Regions from separate parts of the Rattus norvegicus genome. Here region 2 is linked to region 1. A link is a contact called in public Hi-C data. All regions are on one chromosome and are shown on one strand. Each heading gives the region's core, a stretch centred on a gene start, on an enhancer-like site or on the middle of the called end of the contact. The rest is flanking DNA. Distances are from core to core; before and after follow the strand shown.

Region 1 (4,648 bases), core at 1,999-4,498:
GCCAAAGTACAGTGATAACTGGGATGGAAGTGACCAAGTACTTAGGAGACCCTGACGCAGTGAGGGTGTCAGTCGGGGAGTATGGTAGTCAATTAAGCTGACGTCTGCAGCACAAGTGAGCCAGGTTAGACACGCACAGAAAGGAGCAGCAGTTCAAAGGGCTGGGGCTGTCACTCAGTGGTAGACAGCATATTACAGGTCCAAGGTTCAAATTCCAGTCTTCCAGATCTGAACCAACACCCACCCCCTACATACACAGATACACACACACCACACCCACGCGCACGCGCACACACACACACACACACACACACACACACTGATGTTCAAGAACAGGTTGAGGGATGAGGTTGAACACGGGACTCTGGGGATGGGAAAGCTGCCCTGTGCAATACTGTGATAGGAAGAGGGCAGCTCCTCAGTTATTAACACCTATAGAATGCACAGCAAGCGCCAGGACCGAGCCGTAGTACAAAACGCACAGTGGGTGAAATGTGTTGGCAATGACTCGCCGTCTGGGACAATCACACCACCCTGACGTGGGACGGGAAGATGCAGGCGGCTTCAGTGGATGGAACCTGCAGATGGAGGGCTGCTGTGAGGGGAGGGGGTGAGCACAGGAGGTGGGGAATAAAACCCCCCAGGTGTGCAAGAGCCCAGCCACAACCAGGTAAGTGACTCTAGGCTAGGGCCATGAAGAGGCCATGACGGAGGCCCAGGAAAGGGAAACACTGGCCATTATAGAATAAAGCCTTTAATTAAAAAAAAAAAAAAAAAAAAAAAAGTCAGACCCTGTGGCACATGCCTTTAATCCCAGCACCAGAGAGGCAGAGGCAGAGGCAGAGCAGGCAGGAGTGGGGGGTGGGGGGGGGGAAGCAGGAGGGGCATGAGTGGGGGTTGGGGCGGGAGCACTGAAGATGGCTCAATTTGTAAAAACACTAGCTGCACAAGCCTGGAAACCTGAATTTGACCCAGAACCCACATAAAAAACCTGATGGGGGGGGGGGCTGTAGGAGGGGGATGCATCTGTAATTCTGGCACTTCTATGGCCAGATGGGAGGCGAAGGCAGCAGAATCACCCCTTGGCTCCTTTGAACCTGCCTAACTTCTTGTAGACCTTACTTAGACTTGTGTCGTTTTTCCAAGCCTTGTTTTTGGAAGCTTGCCGGCCAGTTAGCCTGGAGCGCACAGCATAGGAAGCAACCCTGACACAACAAGGTAGGAAGAAATGCTCCGATCTCTTTCTCTCCCTCTCTCCCTCTCTCCCTTCCTCCCTCCCTCTCTCCCTTCCTCCCTCCCTCTCTCCCTCCCTTCCTCTCTCTCTCACACACACACACACACACACACACACACACACACACACACACACCACTATCACTGGTAAAAGCACGGTCCTCGTCCTGAGTAGAATCTCAAAGAGATCTTCTGCAAAGATCACCTTTCCAAGAAACAGAGTATGCCTTAGAGCTAGACTTTAAAGACAGCCAGGTCACAACCTAAGGCCCACAAGTTGACAATGAAGAGTCCGACCCAGGGAAACCAGGGCCAAGGAGAACCCATGATGCTGTGAGTCAGACTTGTTCTCAGACCGGTCCCCGGAAAGCAAAGGTCAACTGAAGCAGAGGTGGACATGTGCTCGCTGCAGGACAGGCTATCCAGGCAACTCTGGCCCTTAGGAGGAGCTGGCCAGGGTGTTGGAAATGACATCTGAGCTAGCGGAACCAGGTCTTTGTGAACACAAGTGAGACTGGCCATGAGGGATCACTAATGGCAAACAAGGGACACATGTGGTTTAATTTCTCCATTTTTTCCACCATTCTGTTTGAAGTGCTTCAATGTTAAATAGCACACATTTGTTATAGAAATTTAGACAAATATAAAAGACTTAAAGCCACCAAGAAAAACAAAAACCATATAATTCTATACCCTAAAAATATCGCTATCGTTTTTTGGTTGATTTCCAGTATTTTCCTTCTTTTCCATGTGTGTGCATACGTGCCACGGCATTCGTAAGGCAGTCAGAGGACAACCTGAGGGAGCGGCTCTCTCCTTCCATTGATCAGGTTTGTGGGACCCAGGCTTGGCTTTTTTTGTTTTGTCTTGTTCTTTTTATGTAGTGCTGGCTGTCCCAGAACTCGCTTTCTAGACAAGGTTGGCCTCGAACTCACAGAAATCTGTCGGCCTCTGACTTCTAACTGCTGAGATTACAGGTGTGCCCAGCCATCCTGGCCCTCACGTTACTAAGATTTTTAATGATATGATATTATTGCCTAGTCATTCACCAAAAGCTGGCCTGTGATCTATTCTTGACATTTTTGCTACATTAGGAAAGTCTGTAATAAGCTGGGGAAAATGACATTTATTAAAAATTAGGCAATTTCAAATGATAAAGAAATGTCTTGGCACATGTCTAAACGTAACTCCATAGCACAGAACTGGGGGAAAGGTAAAGAGAAATCGGCGGCTTACAGACTGCATAATTCTAAACAATTATTAACTTTTCCTGTGGCCAACACCATGGAGAAATAAACGTACAACAGGCCTAAGGCTGACACAGGCTCATTCAGTGCCTCTCTGTCAATGAGAACTCACCAGGTTCAAGCAATGTGCTTAGGACATGTGCTGGAGGCCTCTGTAATACTGAACTTGAATGGGTGGACTATTCTACCCATTCAGGGTGGCATAGGACGAATCTACAGGCACAAGCGTGGCTCTGGCTTCTCCCTGGACCAGACACGAGTGGTCCCAGCACTTAATGTGGTCTTCATCTAAAATTACTGGTGCTGGGCATGGCCTGACCTGAGTTTCTCTCCCACCTTCTCTCCCATCTCAGCCTTAAAGATGACTTCCCCCAAAGAAAATCCACCAAAGTCTCTGGATAAAGAGGTAAGGGCAATCTTACATATTTTTTCCCCCTGCATTGTTTGTCCCTGACAAAATGTAGAATTCGACAGAATGTCTGTGAAGACTTTGCCTCTTCAGTCAATATCTGAACGACAGTCAAAAAGGAAGTGACGAAGAGTACAAGCCACAAACTATTTCGTGACACACAGAAGGTGCAGGGACGAGCATCTTATAGCTGTGTTCCATTTGGCCTTCAGACTGCTGAAAAAACCACCAGGATTTAGACTATGTATCAATGGCCAGCAGCCACCCGGATGGGAAGCCACTGTGACCTCCCACTCTGAAGGGGATCTCCACCACCACACACACCCACCCCCAATCCCGGCCTCCACAGTGACACAGCCAGAGGGACCAGGAAGGAGAGTCCTGATGCTTTCTGTGTCTTTTCCTTCCCCTTAGCCAGCTCTGTCGGAGGTCTGACCGGAAAACAGTGGCTTTCTTATCAGTGTCAAATGCAGATTAGAGAGGGAAGTGAGTTTGGAACAAACCCTGCATCCGCATTCAGAAACCCAAGTGCTGATCACCCAGGAAGCAAATGGCAGACACCGCGCGCGTGTGTGTGTGTGTGTGTGTGTGTGTGTGTGTGTGTGTGTGTGTGTCTGTGTGTGTGGCCTTGAAGCTATGCTTTAATCGCTTCCCTGACCTGCCCAACATTTAAATGTCCCTACCACTCCACCACTAATGAACTCCCATAGTTTTTTTTCCCCATCTTTATTAAATTGGGTATTTCTTATTTACATTTCAAACATTTCAAATGTTGTCCCCTTTCCCGGTTTCCAGGCCAACATTCCCCTAACCCCTCCCCTACTATATAGGTGTTCCCCTCCCCATCCTCCCCATCCCCCCATTACCGCCCTCCCCTCAATAATCACGTTCACTGGGGGTTCAGTCTTAGCAGACCCAGGGCTTCCCCTTCCACTGGTGCTCTTACTAGGATATTCATTGCTACCTATGAGGTCAGAGTCCAGGGTCAGTCCATGTATAGTCTTTAGGTAGTGGCTTAGTCCCTGGAAGCTCTGGTTGCTTGGCATTGTTGTTCAAATGGGGTCTCGAGCCCCTTCAGCTCTTTCAGTCCTTTCTCTGATTCCTTGGGGGGAGGGGGGGTGTCCTAAACTACATTGCTAAGAGGCTGGAGAGATGGTTCGGTGTTGCAGAGGACCCATGTTCAATTCTCAGTCACTCACATGAAAGCTTTCAACTGTCCATAACTCCAGTTCCAAAGACTTCAAAGCCCCCTCTTCTGACCTCTGGGAGCACCAACCGTGAATGTGCTTACGTACATGCAGGTGAAATAACTTATACGGATAACATTTTCTTTTTTTTTTTTTTAAGATTTATTTATTTATTATTTATGAGTACACTGTAGCTGTCTTCAGACACACCAGAAGAGGGCATCAGATCCCATTACAGATGGTTGTGAGCCACCCTGTAGTTGCTGGGATTTGAACTCGGGACCTCTGGAAGAGCAGTCAGCGCTCTTAACCGCTGAGCCACCTCTCCAGCCCACGTATAACATTTTCAAAAGATAAATAATTGTTTTTAAAGACTGCATCACCAGTGTGGTCATTCTACACAGAGCTCACTGAAAACCGCTAAGCTCGTGCACAGGGACCAGGAAGATGAACAAAAGTACATGACACACGTGCTTCAGTAATGAGCTCAGAATAGTTCATCTTTTACTGTAGCGGTTTCTTGACAGTAGAAACCCATTTTAACAGTAAGTTGTTTTCTGCATTGCATTTAT
Region 2 (4,624 bases), core at 716-3,215, 52 kb after region 1:
AACAACAATAATAATAATAATAATAATGACCCAGCTATGGAGCTGACAACCGTTGACTGCTGGAAGGGATTTTCTCAAGGAGTGTAGCCATTCCTAAGCAGAGAAGGATCAAATTGAGGGCCACAGGAAGTTTTGTTTCCTCAACTCCCTCCTAGTTCCCAGGCGGAATGCATCTTTTTATATGGACACAGAGTGGGGCTGTAAAGAAGGGGAATGGATCTTGGAAGAATTGGGGGGAGGGGGAATAAATAAGATAAAAACAGGTTTCCGGGAAACTCAACTAATAAAGATAAAATTTTTGCGATGGGAAATGTTTGAGTTTTCATTCGAATCAAATGGCTAGAAACTAGAACCATCCCAAAGTTGAATCTCACAGGATGCTAACAGAAGAGGAGAAACTAAGGTAAGGTTGCTGAGTGTTTATTCTGACAAAAATTTAAATTTAAAAAACACCATCACCATCACACACACACACACACACACACACACACACACACACACACACACTCTCTTAAAAGAAAAAATTTCCACCAAACTCTAAAGAGTATAACTTCAAACTAAAACACTCTCCTGAAGAAGTGAGGTAGGCTGACAAGGATATATTCCAGAGGGTGGTGATTCAAACTACATCTCTTTGCGTTTCCCTGGGGACCTTTTGGAACAGGAAAGATGGACACTGGTTGCCAGACTGGGGGTGGGGGGTCCCAGTGATCTACTTATTTTTCCATAAGAGCAGCCTTGCTACACTATTAAGTTTGGACTGGGACGACATTTTTGTTTCCTCAACTCGCTCCTAGCTCTCAGACGGAAACCTCGACCTCCTTCATGTAAACAAGACGCGGTAGGGGAACAGAGGTCTCCCCAAAAGCAGCCAGGCAACCGCTGGGCTCAGAAAGGCAAACAAATACTCCAGGCTTGAAAGTGAATGACGCACCCTTAATCAATACACAATTACTTCCGACGGGAAGGAGAACGTTCCGAAACTCCTGCTTTGAGTGGGTAGGTATAGAGAGGTAGGACAAGCTCCTGACCCTAGCAGCTACAGCGCCAACTATCAAGCTTCCTGTAGGGACTGTTGTTTGTTTGTTTGTTTGTTTGTTTGTTTGTTTGTTTGAGACAGGGTTTCACTGTATACCCTTAGCTGTCGGACCTTGCTCTGTAGAACAGGCTGGTCTCGATCCGCCTGCCTCTGCCCCTCCCCCCGAAAGCTGGGGTTAAAGGCGTGCGCCACCACCGCACGGCTCTAGAGACTTAACTGCCCTTCCCAAGTCTGAAAACTTAACGCAGGTAGCTGGGGGCTCCAGCATCACCGCCAGGGTGCATCCGGCTAAGGCAGCGCCAGCAGCCCCTCCGCAGTCTGGACGCGGTGTTTGTGAGTCACCGTACAGGAACAGGATCAGATGGTGGTGTCCCAGGTGGGGCCGTGACTTCGGACTTACGGAGAGTGGCGACAACTTTCAGTTTAGAGCAAACTTAGAGAAAGTTGCATTATCCACAGACCTCCGGGATGACCCGGCCGCCGTACTTTAGCCCCCACATCACTCTCCGCGGGCCACAAGGGCTGCTTTGTGCAGGCGAGCGCAGTGCTGGGGCCCCAGCACCGGGCGGGGAGACTTTCCCTCCCAAGTCCCCAGCGCCCTCGGGCTCGGCCACCAGACGCACGCTGTTTACACAGGAAGGGAAGGCTCCTCCTCAGCCCGGGAGGGAACCGGCCAGTGCACGCAGATCCGAAGCCCGCGCCCCGCCGACCCATCTGGGAGCGCCCAGGGGTGCACTGCACCCTCGGTTCCCGCAAGCGGCCGCGGGAGAGCAAAAGTTACGGAGCGCGCTGCGGGGCGGCGCGGCTTACCTGCGAGGCGCGGCACGAGCGCGCAGAGCCCGAGCAGACAGGCGTAGAGGGTCGCGGGCACCCGCGGCATGGTGCGCGCCGCTCGGCGGGGGCGCGCGGCGGGGACGGAGCGGGGCCGAGGCCGGGGACCGCAGCGGCATGCCGGGCGCTGCGCTCGGGATCACGGCGCCCGCGGCCGGGCTGGCCCGCGCCCCGCCGCCACCATCGTCCTCGCTGGCCGGCTGGGACACCCGGAGTAGTCACCGTTTACGACGTACCCTCGCCGAGTCCCCGCGCGTCTGCTCTCGGCGCCCCTTCCCTTCTCCCTCTGCTGCCGGCCCCCAACTCTTCTCTGCTTTCTCCTCCCCTCTCTCCCGCAGGCCGCCACTCGGTCAGTTTACGGCTAGGCGGGACGGGGCGGGGCGAGCTCCGGGCCGGACCAGCTCCGCCCTGCGCCGGGACCCGCCAGCACGCCTAGGTCCTGGGCTGCCCAGGTGGCTGTCACAGCTGACGCACTTGTGGGGATCGCGGGTTCGAAACTTCTAGTTAGGGTCTCCTCCCGGATCTTGGCCTCTACGGGAGGGGGCGGGACACGCTCCTTTAGGGCTACAGAGATTACTTGGACCAAAGCAATCTCAGTTATGACTTCAGGATCGAGGGAAGATACGGCTTGGATCTGCCAGGCCATTTCGTCACGCCACAAGCGCATGCCAGCCCAGGCCTCGCCTGAGAGGGACAGAGGCGCCGGCATATTCAATCTCAAGACGCCACGCTTGGGATGGGCAAGGGAGGACACTAGAAGCTCAGGTGAAGCCCAGGGCACCCTGCTGAGCAGGCACTGTGCTAAGTGCTGTCTGTCCTTGTCCTCACCCCTCGAGTACTCCTAACATCCCTACCTTTGTTTAGGTGAGGAAACTGAGCCACTGAGGTTTAATACGCTGGAGGAAGGGACTGCTAGGATGTTTTTCAGAAATTAGGAATGCAGGTCAGGAACCAGTTGGAAGGTCAGGACTTGGAGGTGTGGGTGCAAAACCTACCTAAGGCATTTGGATCTTACAAGCTTTGTTGTGCCCACCTTCCAAACTCTGACTCGGTGGCACTGGCAGAAGTGTAGTGTAGTGCATAGGGGAAAGTGAACCAATACAGAGTAAACTTAAAAATTCATTCTTAAACCATATGCAACTACCATACTCTGTCATCTTTGGCTTTGTTTTGATTTAAAAGTCACACTTGCTGCCAGCCATGGTCCAGTAGAATTCATGCTGCAGAAACAGCCCAGGTAGATCTTGGAATTACCTGCCCTTGGGGGCATTGGCCTTGGGGCTATTCCTATCCCAGCTTAGAGGTGGCGGTCCTACGCTATGGGAGCTGATCAAAGAGTTTGAACTGGAAGGTTGAATAGTGAGAAGTGTTGGTTAGTCTGGCAGGGATGTGTAGGAAGGATCAGCTAGCAGGAGAGTTGAGTCCTGAAAGCTGGCGGAATGCTGCTTTAAGTACAATATTAGCCTCCCTGTGCCGCACAGTCTTCGAGTTCAGGGCCCGTAATATCCCATCTTCTCTGCCCCCAAAATGAGCACTTCATAGCTGCAGAAACATCCCCCTTTGTCCCACGCCTGGCACAGACCGCCATTTGTCTAAATCGCACCTGGAAAGAGCTGTGATTCAACTTGCCCTAATTCTCCCCAGCCGCCTCCTGTCTTTTCTGGTGGTTCTCTGGTCCCCAGCCCCCTCCTGTCTGACATAGCTGGTGGTTCTCTGGGTCCCCAGCCTGCCCAGACCTGCCATAAGCCATGAGCCCTGAGCAATCCAACCTTCATCAAAGCTGGTTTGAGGCACCTTTTCGAATTCAGAACTTCTGCCTTGTGGTTTGTACCCCCCTACACACACACACACACACACACACACACACACGAGTCCTTCATCTGAGTGCTCACAGATAAATAAAGTGTCAGATACACACGATGATCTATTTGATCCTAAAATGGAGTGGACCTGGGCATGGTGGCTCACCTTTATTCCCAGCAAAAACAGGCATATTTATAAATTTGAGGCTGGGGGTGGGGGTGGGGTGTCTACATAGTAAATTCCAGAACAGACAGAGCTATGCAGAGACCCTGTCTCAAAATTAAGAGAAAACAAAACAAAAGGAATCCTGACACTTATTACAAAATCTAAAACACCCTGCTGACATGAAATAGACCCAAAGGGAAAAATATTATATAATTCTATGCGGGTGGGGGGGGGGAGTCATCTAGCCCAAGCTGGCCTTGAACTCTCTGTAGCTGAACACAGTGACATTGAATTCTTGATTCTCTTGCCTGCATCTCCTGAGTGTTAAGATTACAGGAGTGTGCTGCCATGCCCAGACATTCTACTTGTGTAAAGTGACTAGAACCAACAAAGCGATAGAAAAGAGTAAATCAGATGTTACCACAGGCTTGTGGGAAGAGAGAATGAGAGTTTATTCGTGAGCATAGAGTTTCAAGTTGGGATAGTGGGAAAGTTCCAGAAACAGATAGTAATATTGGCACAGAATGGTCCACTTAAAATGGCTAAAATGATCAATTTTACATTATGTGTCTTTTACCATTAAAAGAATAATTAGGGGTTCAGTGGTGAAAATAAATGGCCTCTCTTCTGGAGGATCAGGGTTCAACTCCCAGCACCCGCATGACAGCCCATGCCTGTCTGAGGTTCTGACAACCCCTTTTGAACTCTACAGACATTTGCACGCACACCGCCCAGGGACATACATGAAGACAAATACCCACGCACTAGAATAAAAATAAACTAAGT

The links. Hi-C and Micro-C count contacts between places; a contact is called where the count stands out from the background.
Region 2: a Hi-C map of liver shows a contact between it and region 1, with 2.1 times the contacts expected there. The contact joins the promoter of Itgb5 here to the enhancer-like site in region 1. A contact is called at or near these places in 7 of 12 Hi-C or Micro-C datasets (the A7r5 cell line, Schwann cells, frontal cortex and 2 more).

The regions. Positions count from the first base shown.
Region 1 is chr11:80,393,728-80,398,375 of GRCr8, forward strand. The region is part of intron 5 of Itgb5 (integrin subunit beta 5); the gene reads right to left. Among named protein-coding and RNA genes, the nearest start is that of Itgb5, 53 kb to the right of the region's middle. Within about 2 kb of position 3,249, at least 2 of the 93 cell types and tissues checked have an H3K27ac peak or open chromatin away from gene starts, as enhancers often do. A contact at or near this core is called in liver, where this site is marked.
Region 2 is chr11:80,447,408-80,452,031 of GRCr8, forward strand. Itgb5 (integrin subunit beta 5) reads right to left here and starts at 1,966. Exons shown (of 15, transcript NM_147139.2): 1 at 1,850-1,966. The coding sequence starts at 1,919.